Regions from separate parts of the Mus musculus genome. Here all the other regions are linked to region 1. A link is a contact called in public Hi-C data. All regions are on one chromosome and are shown on one strand. Each heading gives the region's core, a stretch centred on a gene start, on an enhancer-like site or on the middle of the called end of the contact. The rest is flanking DNA. Distances are from core to core; before and after follow the strand shown. Region 1 has its middle 8.4 kb from the start of Gm2233. Region 2 has its middle 23 kb from the start of Rnf182. Region 3 has its middle 23 kb from the start of Gm29676.

Region 1 (4,106 bases), core at 1,133-3,632:
GCTTAGCAGGGAAAGAAGGAGAAGTTGGCAGAACACAGGATTTTTAGGACAGTGAAGCCACTCAGTATCACATTCATGGAGATTACACTTTTTCTTCCTAATCTATAGAATATGTAACGCCAAGAGGGAACTCTAAACTGTGGACACGGGGTGATATGGTATGTGGACTCCCGGGCTCAGCAGGTGACACAAATGTGCCATTCCAATGGGGGCTGTCAATAAAGGTGGTAGCTATAGGTATATAGAAGCCCAGAGTTCAGGAGCCTCTTTGAACCTTCTGCTCAGCTTTGTTGTGAACTCCAACCTGCTCTTAAAAATTAAGTCAGTCATTTCCCCTTTAAACCAAAAGGCAGTAGATTTTGGTCAAGAGCGGGAGAGTAGATACAGAAGGCTATAAAACTGATCTGTCTCCTCGTAGGCACTGGCAGAAGGTGGTAGTGGGTGTGCCTCAGTCCATGCCTCCTTCATCCACTAATTGCTTTGGGAAAACTGCAAAGGCCTCCTAATGTTTTCTACTGACGTCAGAGCTCCCCCATGGAGAAATAAAACCGCTGCACATAGCAGCTGGAGGTGGACTATGAACCTTGATGAAATCAATTAGCCCAGGCCCAGGAAACAACTCGCTTCTGCTTCATATAAGTTCACTTGACCGTGCCTTCACCTGATGAGTGCTTTCTGTGCATGTATGTGTTATGGGGCTTCCCACGGATGTATCTAATGTCGTCTCTGAGGCCAAGCAGCAAGGCTAAATTGGGTGAAGACTGGAGACTTCCTGTTAAATATTTCTTCAAACACCCGTCTTCCTTGAGTAGGCTGATACTTATTTCTAAGCCCCTGACAGTACAGGGGGGCCTGCTCACTGTCCAAGGCAGAACAACGTTAAAACAATTCTAAAGAATGAGGTTTAACAGTTGTCTCTGGAGGAAATGTAAACTCTCAGTGCAACAGTGTCAGTCAAAAGAGCACACGTCCTGGGTTGGAGTGACATCTCAGCTGTTCAGATTGGGTACTGCGCTCTCCTAGAGGACAAGTTCTGGTGCCAGTAAATACTTCCTGGGTAGCTACCGAATATCTGTAGCCCCCAGCCCTGAGCTCCAAGAACCCTTCACTCATAGGAAAAAGTTCTAGCAGTCTGGGTCGGTCCCTGGCATCAGAAGCCTGGCTCATGTGTTCTTCAATACTCTGTTACTCCTCATGTTTGCATCCAGTTATGTATCTACCTGTGAGCAGGAGATTTGTTCACTTGTTTAGCAATAGCTCCATTAAGTCTGTACCCAGTAATTTCTATATGACAGTCCCAGGCTAAGCCCTGGGAAGAGTTAGAATACCAAATCAGATGGCTTTCAACTGTCTCTTCAAGATATCTTTAGGGCAGGACTTTGTGCGCATGTTTGTGTGTGGTCGGGAGGGGTATTAGGATCCTCTGCTTTGGGTTTAGTTGGCAAGGTTTAATTTCGATTCTTTGTTCTGGTCTCCAGTGAAATGCCTCTTTGCTTTCATGGCCCTTTTAGGCCAGAAAGTTTGTTTACCTTGGCAAAAGCAAATTGGGAAGCAAAGGACTTACATTTTTGTATCACCTTTCATCATCGAAGGAAGTCAGAACAGGAACTCAAACAGGGCAGGAACCAGGAGGCAGGAGCTGACGCAGAGGCCATGGAGGGATGCTGCTTACTGGCTTGCTCTTCATGGCTTGCTCATCCCGCTTTCTTACAAAACCCTGAACCACCAGCCCGGGGATGAAATCACCCACCATGGGCTGGGCCCTCCCACATCAATCCCTAATTAAGAAAATGCCCTATGGGCTTGCCTGTAGCCTGATCTCATGAAGACATTTTCTTAATTAAGTTCCCCTCCTCTCAGATGACTTTAGCTGTGTTAAGTTGACATAAAACTAGCCTGCAAGTACAGTGATGTATGTGTAAACGTGTGCAAACGGTGTGCAAGCAAGGCCAAAGGAAGTCATCTGCTGTCTAAATCCCTGCTTTATTTCTTTGAGTCAGGATCTCTCACTGAACTTGGAGCTAGCCTGGTGGACAACAAGGTTCAGCAATCCTCCTGTCTCATTGTGACAGATCACTGGGGTATATATGCTTGTGCATACCCATGCATATCTTTTGATGTGGGTGGCCACTAGAGATTTGAACTTGGGTCCTCGTGCTTGAGCATCAAATATTCATACCCGGTGAGCCATCGCCCCAACCCTCCTGTGCTCTCTTAACAGGGCTTGAGTTTCTGTTGAAGGATTGGTTGGTGTCACTGTTTTCTCTTAAGCTGTCTGCTGACTAGGGTGACCCGGGCACAGGGTGCCTAGGTTCTGACGCAGATTTGGAACCTACAGTCCGAAGCTCTTCAGGCATCCTCTTCTCCGTTACCATGGAACGGACAGAATAGCTTGGACTCTGAAGCAGAGTCACAAGAAGTGTGATTCATCCAGAGCAGCATCACCATGCAGAACAAGCAAATACAAAATCCTAAAAAAGAACAAAACCTTAGTAATATGCACTGCTCTGACTTAGTAAGCAGGGCATTTTGTGGCTACTCTGTTAAAAATTTGTTGGTCATTTTCACGACTTAGTTATTCTGTGTGCCTATTTCTTTTCCAGAGAAAGAACAAGGATACATTTACTTTAGCATTTTTTTTTCTCTTTACTGGGTGCTTTCCACATTGCTCCTGAAGCCCATTTCCACATACAGAATATATTTAAGGAGCTGTCTTCTGATTAAAGAGAAAAACATGTATGTAACTAATTTCCTATAGACTTTTAAAACACTTTGTTCATCTAGATGTGTGTATTTCTACTCTAATTGAAATTCCAAAATAGTCACTTTCTGAACTGTCAAAATTGTAAAGCTGTTGATGGGTGCAGCTCTGGGGTTTCCATGGTAACTACTTTCATTGCCTAGGAGATGCTGGTCTGCTGACGCTACTTGCTGAACTGGCTCAAATCTTGAAAAGTTGGCGCTACCCAGGAGTGTGCGAGCATGTCCTGAAAGTTTAGCAGGCTTTAATCTCTAATAGCTGACACCAAGCGTGGTTGTATCAGGTTTCCTCTGGCTGAGATAGCTCTGTCTGACCTGAAGTTCTTCACTCTGTTGAGGATAAGCTGTTTGACAATCATCTAATGTTAGCTACTAGGTCCTATTTGGACAGTGATCATTTATATGAATAATTCCCAAATTACATTACCTTGGTTACTAATAGGTGGCCAAAGATGACAGAATTTTAGTTTGTTCATGGGGCAGCAAGATGTTCCAAAGGCAAATGGTACACAGACCATTACACAAGTCTGTGAGCTCTCTCTCTCTCTCTCTCTCTCTCTCTCTCTCTCTCTCTCATTCAGGAAACTCCAATTTCTTCTAATTATATCCTGAGGATCATTTAAACAGGGCGGTCCATTTGAAAGCAGTCACTTTTAAAGCTATTTTGCACTAAATGAGTTTTCTTTTAGATGTGTTTGGCTGGCTCAAGAATCAATCACCACATGCAAATGTGCTGATAAATAAAGCCCTGGCTGCATCTTGGAGCTTCCTCAAAAACTGATGTGCGTGCTGTCTGCTGAAAACGGAACCCTTAAACACTCCTTAAACGTTTAAGTGTACGCCGCTGAATCCAAGGTGTCCATTTGATGTGTGTCAATTCATGAGGTACACAAAACAACAAGAGGAATGTGAGTCTTTCCCTCGCAAGTTAGCTGGTGAGGATGCCTGGGTGAGGCAGGGCTGCTGGGAAGTTGCTCCCCACGAGGAAATGGCTCCCCACACTTATGGTAAGGAGTCCTTTCAAAGTCACTAGCAGGTGAGTTGTGACTGGCTGTGAGCCAGTTATACCACATCTCTTTGGGATCTTTCTTTCCACTCTTAGTCTCCATTTCTAATGGAAGACAGACACCAGGAAAAGAGAAGGTCTCCAAGGTACGATTGACAACTTCACAGGCTTCTAAGCCAAAGCATGCACCAAACAGACGTGTTGACAGCTGACCCAGTTGTTACAATGTCTCAGCTCTTGGTCGGTTGTATCTTGCAATGACAATTTTCCTAAGTTGCCTTTGTGGTTTAGGGGACTGCCACATGTTCGTGACACATATTTTTTAATTATCTATAAACCT
Region 2 (4,106 bases), core at 928-3,427, 350 kb after region 1:
GCTGTGTGTCTGGTTAGCAGGCTGGTTCTGAACTAGATATAAAATCTGAGAAATTAGAAATAAAACTTAAATTTTTAATTTTATTTATTCTTTGAAATTTTCATACATATATACAATGTATCTTTTTATACTCACCCCTCATTATTCCCAATTCCCCTATATAATACATATAGATTAATATACATTATATATGTTATTATATAATACATTATATATTATATATTAATATAAAATACTGTAGTTTGTGCTATAATATTTATATATTATAATTATTAATCTATTAGCAACATATTAATATATTAATCTAATTAGTGCTGCTCATATGCACATGGGCATGGCGTCTCCCACTGGGGCACAGGGAACATACCAGTGGCCACGCTCCTAAAGAAAAGCACCTCTCCTCCTCAAGCAGCCATCAAACACTGATCTGTCAGGATCTTCTTCAATGCATTCCTTGAGCCTGGGATGGGTAGTGATGCACAGGTACTATTTACAGCTAAGCACTTTAAACCACTATCCGCAGCAATAAGAGCTTCTCTGACCTGTGTAAGTCTAAGGCTAGAAACATACATGTTTGCAAGGCAACTTGACAATATAATCATTTAGAAAACTAACATCGGGCTGGTGAGATGGCTCAGCGGTTAAGAGCACTGACTGCTCTTCCGAAGGTCCTGAGTTCAAATCCCAGCAACCACATGGTGGCTCACAACCATCCATAATGAGATCTGACACCCTCTTCTGGTGTGTCTAAAGACAGCTATAGTATAGTATACTTACATATAATAATAAATAAATCTTTGGGCCAGAGCGAGCAGAGCCAGAGTAAGCAGGGGCCGAGTGAGCAGAGGTCCTGAGTTCAAGTCCTGAGTTCAAGTCCCAGCAACCACATGATGGCTCACAACCATCTGTACAGCTACAGTGTACTCATATACACAAAATAAATAAATAGATCTTTTAAAAAATAAAAAAAAGAAAGAAAGAAAATGAACAACAATAGGTTCTCCCGTAGATCGTATGATTTTCCTGTCATGGTTTTCTTTCTGTTTTGTTTTGTTTTGTTGTTGTTTTGGTTTTGGTTTTGGTTTTATCTGTGTGTTTTTTTTGTTTTTTTTTTTTTTTGGTATACCCCCAAGAATTGTCTCCTATGAAGCAGACCTCAAATCCTATCAAGAAAGCCACTGGTTACCCCCATAACCAGCCTTGCATTATTGCAGAAATGGTCTCTTCTTGCCTGGTGGGTCGTTATTGAAGTGTGCTGAGTCCAACACCAGATAAGACTATTGATGTGCCCTGCATCCCAAAGTTTGCATAAAGCTTTCCATCAGTGTGAAGGCTAGCCAACAGGGAGTACTTCCTGGTAGGTCCAGAATGTGATTTTTCTGTGTCCTGTAACCAAAGTCGAAAGATGTATCTATATAACAAATATCTATAGCAATTTACTCGATACGATTTATTTTGTGTCTACTATATGATAATATCTGTTCTGGATGCTTGCTCCCTGTTAACAGGTCAGAGGGAAGGAGAGAGGGAGGGAGGGAGGGAGGGAGGGAGGGAGGGAGGGAGGGAGGGAGGGAGGGAGGGAGGATGGAAGACAGGGAGCAAGAGGGCTTCAGTGTCTGTTGACATTGTTGCTAACTTGAGCAATGAAGCCCAGAGGCAGGAGAAATAGTATCCCTTCAAATGGATGGACTCTAGTGAGGATCCTTCGATTTGGTTAACACATTCGTTATGATGTCAGCCCCACATTACCAAGAAGCCAGTGCGCAGCGGGGAGGCTTTGCTGAGCTGTGACTTGGTGACTCAGGTAGATTGGTTGGTTACTTTCAGCTGAAGAGCAAAACAGTTTCACTTTTGACAGAAAAAATGAATTAATTAAAAAAGAGATTCTATTTATTCTATTTTATTTACACCCAGGTCCCCTAGCAACTTACATTCCTGACATACAGAGCTCAACAACTAGCTCTCGAATGAACACAGTATCCTGTACTCAAGGCTCAATCTGGCACATTTCAGAGGTAGAATGGCCGCCCCCAACCTTGCCGCCAAGGTCACGTAAGAAATTCCGTGAATTTCCAAGATCCCAAAGTTAGTCGTTAAGTCAGATCGCACTGCACTGCTCACTTCTCAGATGTGGAGTCTCTGACCCTAGCAGACACACGCAAAGGGTGTGCGAGCCATGGGAACTCACGGCCCTACTTTCCCACAGAGCTTTCCCCTGTCCACCTTCTGCCTGCCGCCGCCGCCGTCTGAAGGGCTCCGCGATAATCACTGAATTACATAACCGGCCAAGTGAGATTGTTTTCCATCTGTTAAGGCCCATCAGAGCCCCATGCAATGAATTTCAATTTAAGAAGCTTTGTATCCCATCTGGAGTAAGAGGGTTCTTTAACATGCATCCCCACTTTAACCCGGTTCTGATGGAAATGGTTTGTTTCTAATGTAAGTTTTTGAATGGGGTTTAAATAATGCAGGTTTCAGCACTCCGAGGTGACAGAATTGTGTAGCCAACATTTCCTCGTCATGTTTCACAGCAGTAATTGCTTGTTGAACATAAACCACCTATACAAGCGTCTCGCGGCAACGTTGTTTGAGACAGGGGGACAAAAACCTTGGCGCTAACCCAAATGCCCATCAAAGGAGAGGAGATAACGAAATCGTATTACGATCTTCAGATGCAGCTATCAGATCAAATACAGCAGTTCTACCAGGACCAGGGTGGCAAGGTGTCACAGACAAGACAGTCAACGCAGAAAAGCAAGGTACATGATGTTGTGCATGCTTTTAAGACGGCAGCAACTGCAGTGTCGTACCAGCCCACACCCACACTCAACACCAGCCGGTCCACGCTGAAAGCCTTGGAAGCGGATACAGCAAAGTACAAGCAGTAGTTATTCTGGGAAAAGAAATTTTGCTTTTAAATGTATGCATCTCTGTGGTGTAGCATGTTTACGACGATTACATGCTACTTCTGTGATAAAAAAAAAAAAACTGGGTTGCACTTCTTTCTTACTTCTATGGTGCATGTGTTTTCTGTATATGGTGTGTGCACATGCGTATACATGCTTGCAAACCTGTGCGTATGCATACAAAGCCCGGAGCAAAACATAGAGTATCTTCCTTTATTTCTCCTGCCTTCTTGCCTCGAGACACAGTCTCTCCTTGAATTAGAAGCTCAGCATGTTGTTGGTGATGAGGAGAAAGCCCAGAACCTTGTGAATGCTAAGAAGAGTTTGTTCTGTTTCTCTCTTTCTTATGTGTGTGTTTATTTTTTGTGTTTGTGTGCGTGTGTGCACAAGTACTCCATACACACCTAAATGTGTATGGAGGCAGGGGCCCCTTCCTGAACCTGGGGCTTACCAGCTGGCTAGAATGGCCGGCCAGGGAACCCCAGGATTTTTCTATCTCTGCCTTGAGAGCTCTTCTTTTTTTTCTCCCTCTCTCTCTCTCACACAAACACACACTTTCTTCATTGCTTAAAAACTCAACTGCCCTAGCAAACATCTTTCCCACAAAAAAAGTATTTTCCCCAATCTTTGTGGAAACGGCCATTATTCATTACTAGAATCAATCACAAAAGTGAATCAATACATAAAAAACTTGACCTGATTTTTTTTTTTAAATACAAGATATCCAAGTAAATGCCGCAAGAAATGAGAGTCAATTGGACATGCTCACCTCTGGCAGCCTTTGGATAATACAATTTTCTCCTTCCTCCATTCAAAGCTCTACTTCTCCTGCTATTAAATTATACTTTTGCATCACTGAAGTGTTTGTGAATCAGCATTACTTTAAGTGGCTCTATCCTCACTAGCATTACTTTTAAATATAAGAGCGTTTTACTGTGGAGAAAGGTAATAGTTGAAATTGAGTCAAGAGTTGAAGCTCTGCGTAATTAACCCTGTTTCTTTGACACTCCACTGCCCTGCTTTGTGAGTTCCTGATGGGTTCATGCCTGATAAAGTACTTACATATCCAAGTGTACTAGCTCAGAATAACTGCTATATTTCTTCAGGATATCTAAACGCATAATAGATAAAGACAGAACATGTGATTCTTACGTTTTGAACATTCAAAAGTAGAGTGACTAGCTCTGTTTACCTGATGAA
Region 3 (4,106 bases), core at 969-3,468, 340 kb before region 1:
AAGCCTGTGATGGTGGAGGGTGGCCTTTCTTCTGGAGGTATATTACAGGTCAAAAGCCCACATCATCTTCTTTGTATCCAGGAACCATTTGAAAGGGAAAGGAGGTTATTGAAAAATAGCCCCAGGATGACAAACATCAACTCTCCCCATTTCAGGCGGGGGGGTGGGGGAGATAGTCAACCTAACTCAACATGGTTTCCATCAGGACTCAGATAGTCAACCTAACTCAACATGGTTTCCATCAGGACTCAGATAGTCAACCTAACTCAACATGGTTTCCATCAGGACTCAGATAGTCAACCTAACTCAACATGGTTTCCATCAGGACTCAGAAACGATGGGTTTGGTAGTTACACATAACTTTTGTTATTTCTATTATGTTTTTCCGAAGTGTTTAACTTGTACACTCTTGCTTTATCAGTGTCATTTGAAAAGTCAATAAGAATTCTGTTTTGTTTTTTAAACATCAGTCTCATATAGCCCAGGCTGGCCTCAAATTTCTGATCTTCCTGCTTCTGTCTTCCAAGTGCTAGCATTATAGGTGGTGTACCACCACCAATAAGGGTTTTAATTTAACTTTTAATATTTCTATACATAGGTGATGTGTGTATGTGTATATGAGTGTGTATATTTATGTGTATATGTGGGCTTGTATGTGTGTTTATGTATATATGTGTAAGTGTGTGTATGGCGTATATATATCTGTGTATATGTATTTGTATATATGTTTGTATATGTATGTGTATATGTGTACTTGTGTGTATGTGTGTGTGTGTACACAGATGCACGTGTCATGGCATTCACATGGAGGGCAAAAGACAACCTCAGATGTCAGTCTTTGCTTTCTTTCTTTGCTTGAAACAAGATTTCTTGTTCACTTTTGGGTACACGAAGCTCATTGGCTCCCGAGCTTTCAGAAGTCCTCCTGTCTCTGTCTCTCATCTCCCCATAGGAGGGCTGGGATGTTCACTACTGTGCCCAGTTCTACATGGGCTCTTGCAATCCAATTGGAGTCTTCACACTTGCATAGCAAGCTACTTGTTCACTGAGCCACAAGTCAGAGATTTCTAACATGTCTGAACAACATAAGATTTGCATTTAGAATCATTCAGAAAGGAGAAACTGTTTTAATCAATGCTGCTTCATGACCTATTGGTATAGCTTCATCATCCTGCCTTATAATCCAATTTTAGTCATGCATTTAACTTGAGCAATACTAGTGTTGAACCCATATCATAATCATAATATCTTCTACCAAATATTACCATGCCCTTTAATCTACTTGTACCATAAAGTAATATTTCTTAATCCACTTTAAAAATTCTTTACTTCTGTAAAGATAAATGACTTTCCCAAATCTTGGGTTTGGCATGCAGTAGAGCTTGAATTCACACCCAAGTCTCTTTTTTATAGTCATTTTGAGTATTATAACTTTACTGTCTGAAATATGTACTTAAAACTTCCTTTCTTCCCTCCCACCATCCCCTCTCTTTCCTTCCCTCCTCCTCCTTCTCTTCTCCCTCTGACGATCCTGCCTCTCTCATTGTTTATGGAGACAGGGTCTCTCACTGTAGTCAGCCTGGCCTCAAACTGTGCAGGCTGGCCTCGAACTCATGGCCCTCTTCCTGCTTAGCCTTTCAAGTCCTCACAATTTCAAACACACTATATCCCTAACTGGGCTTCAGTAGTCACGTTTCAGTGCCAAATTTATTTCCAAAGGAATGCGCCTCTAATTTTATAATGGCACGTATAAATGAGAAATAAGGGGCTTATGGAATTTTGCTTCCCTGCCAACTCTGTGGGAGAGGCGTAAAGAGTTCTAAGTCTAGGATTGGAGCACAGACACAAAAGGCAGCAGCTGCTGTTTCCTGTAGGAGGCATTTGGAGGATCCTGACAGGATCTCACAAACCCCGGGCTTTGCAGCGGGGCAGTTATTGAAGGTAGAAGACAGGACACATCCTACACCCACAGGATGAGTTGACTCCTTTACTCAAGTCCTGTGGGCGACCTAAGTAGTAACGACAACACCATGTGAAACTAGGATGCGGCTCCCATGTGATCTTTTTCCTTTTATATGAAACAAAATAAGAGAATTCCAGGCCAATTTTTCCAGCGCTAAAATAAAGATGCCAGAAATAAATGGCAGCTGTTTAGCCATGTACAGCAACACCGTACAACAGTTCGGGACGGGAGGCAAGGATGAATTATGCTGATAGGCTGTGAAGTGGCGTGTTATTTGTGCCTTTTTCTTCCAGCCATCCTTCTTGCCTTCTCCATTACCCAGTCATTTTTAAATGATTCAACTGGAAAAAAAATGCAAAACGGCTCAATCCATTCATTTTCTTTATGTGCCCTTAAAATAAAACACCAGAGCTGTAATTTGCTAATCATATTTCATCACTTGTGACAATCGCTGCATCCAGCTATGGTTGGGGAAGTTGCTGAGCGTCTGCCTGGCTGTCATTCTAGGAGGAAGGCCCATTTTGGCAACAGAAGAATGTGTGGACAAGAGCCATTCACAGCATCGCTGATTCTATACCAAAAACGTAAGGCCCGGGAGAGGTTTGTTTTATCTTACAGCAGTTCTCCGTTTCTTTATGTCAGTGATGTATATTATTAACCTAGATGCTCAAAACAGTGTTTTTATCCATCCCATTGGATGAAAGCCGCGTGAATTGTATAAAGTGAAAACTTCCTTTTGTGGTGGTTCTAATTTCATCGGAAAATATCTGTATGGGTGTATCTGTTATTGTTCTCTCTGCTGTGAGCAAAAACCTGGTGGGATGCAACTCAGGGGAGGAAAGGTTTATTTTGCAAGGGTCTGAGTGTCGGTCTATCCTGGCAGGGAAGGCCTGGCAGCAGGAGGCTGCCTGCTTGCTTATATCATGGGGGATGGTGACAGAGAGATCAATGCTGGCTCTCAATAGGTTTCTCCCTCTGTGCATTTTTAGTCTGTACAGTACCTGGAATGGTGCCATCAACATCCCAGGTGGGTCTCTGCTCCCCAGCTGACCCTTCCTGAGTATTCTCACAGACACGTGCAGAGATGTCTCTCCTAGGTGACAGATGACGAGTTCAGTCAGGCTGTCTGTAAAAGTTAACCCTCACAGTCAGTGACTTCAGCAGTGGTCCGACTTCAGCAGTGGACTGGCATCGCGGTAAGTAGCCAGTGTGCTTGACACCTGATTAGTCTGTGATGCTGATGCTGCGGTTGACATCTCTAAGAATCCATCCTTTTCCTCGGAAGGCTGTCATACGCACGAACCTAACCGTTTTACCGGATGTTTCAGAAGACAAGATGCATTGCATTTAGTCTCTTGGCAATCTGAAGAGGTGGCCATCAATATGTCAGGGTTATAAAAGTGAGAGAGCTAAAGTTCAGAGATGTTCAAGCCACTTGTTAAGTTCCACAACTTAATGCCAGGTAACTGACTTCAAGTTCAGCCTGTCTCTCTTTGGAACACAGGGCTATTTCTCCGGAAAACTAAGAAGCCTTCACGGATGGCTGATAGATTCAAAAGTGCCTGTCAGATATAAGCCAAAGATGAGTTAGCAAATATAAAAAGGCACATGACCACAGAGCCTTGGGGTGGACAAAAAGACTGTCTCTTTCCCTTGGTTCTGGTTAAAAAGTATGAGCTCTTGAGAGCAGACCTTCAAATGGCATCCTTCCTTCTGTTTGGCCTGTGTAATTATTGGTGTGCCAAACCCTTTTGCTTTATTGAGAATGGAAAATTCACTAATTAAGTAGAGATGATTATGGAGAAATTGTTTCTCATCCTAACTTTATTGTCTAGAAAATCATAAGTTAAGCTGATCCAAAGTCTCTTTTTTAATCTTCTTCACTTCCTCCTTCCTCTGCTGTCTATAACTTTCTTTTCTCATATGTAGTTATCTGTCACATTAAAAATGGCCTGCATATATGACAGTGGCCCTATAAGATTATATCACTGGGTGAGAGACTTTTTAACAATGTATTTCTCAGAAGGTATCTGTGTCACCAAGTGATACATGACCTACTGGTATAGTTAAGATTATAGAATAAATGAAAGCACAATGAGTTAGTTTTCCATCGCTATGAAAAAAAAAACATATGGGACACTAA

Evidence for each region. A called contact is a pair of places that touch in the nucleus more often than the background predicts.
Region 2: a contact with region 1 is called in a Hi-C map of cortical neurons, with 2.2 times the contacts expected there. The contact joins two enhancer-like sites. A contact is called at or near these places in 2 of 484 Hi-C or Micro-C datasets (cortical neurons and embryonic stem cells) and 1 of 115 datasets of contacts at active chromatin or transcription factors (embryonic stem cells).
Region 3: a contact with region 1 is called in a Hi-C map of cortical neurons, with 4 times the contacts expected there. The contact joins two enhancer-like sites. A contact is called at or near these places in 2 of 484 Hi-C or Micro-C datasets (both in cortical neurons).

What each region holds. Positions count from the first base shown.
Region 1 is chr13:43,938,382-43,942,487 of GRCm38.p6, reverse strand. No RefSeq gene overlaps it. Among named protein-coding and RNA genes, the nearest start is that of Gm2233, 8.4 kb to the left of the region's middle. Within about 2 kb of position 2,382, at least 14 of the 459 cell types and tissues checked have an H3K27ac peak or open chromatin away from gene starts, as enhancers often do. A contact at or near this core is called in cortical neurons, where this site is marked.
Region 2 is chr13:43,590,737-43,594,842 of GRCm38.p6, reverse strand. No RefSeq gene overlaps it. Among named protein-coding and RNA genes, the nearest start is that of Rnf182, 23 kb to the left of the region's middle. Within about 2 kb of position 2,177, at least 12 of the 459 cell types and tissues checked have an H3K27ac peak or open chromatin away from gene starts, as enhancers often do. A contact at or near this core is called in cortical neurons, where this site is marked.
Region 3 is chr13:44,280,888-44,284,993 of GRCm38.p6, reverse strand. No RefSeq gene overlaps it. Among named protein-coding and RNA genes, the nearest start is that of Gm29676, 23 kb to the right of the region's middle. Within about 2 kb of position 2,218, at least 17 of the 459 cell types and tissues checked have an H3K27ac peak or open chromatin away from gene starts, as enhancers often do. A contact at or near this core is called in cortical neurons, where this site is marked.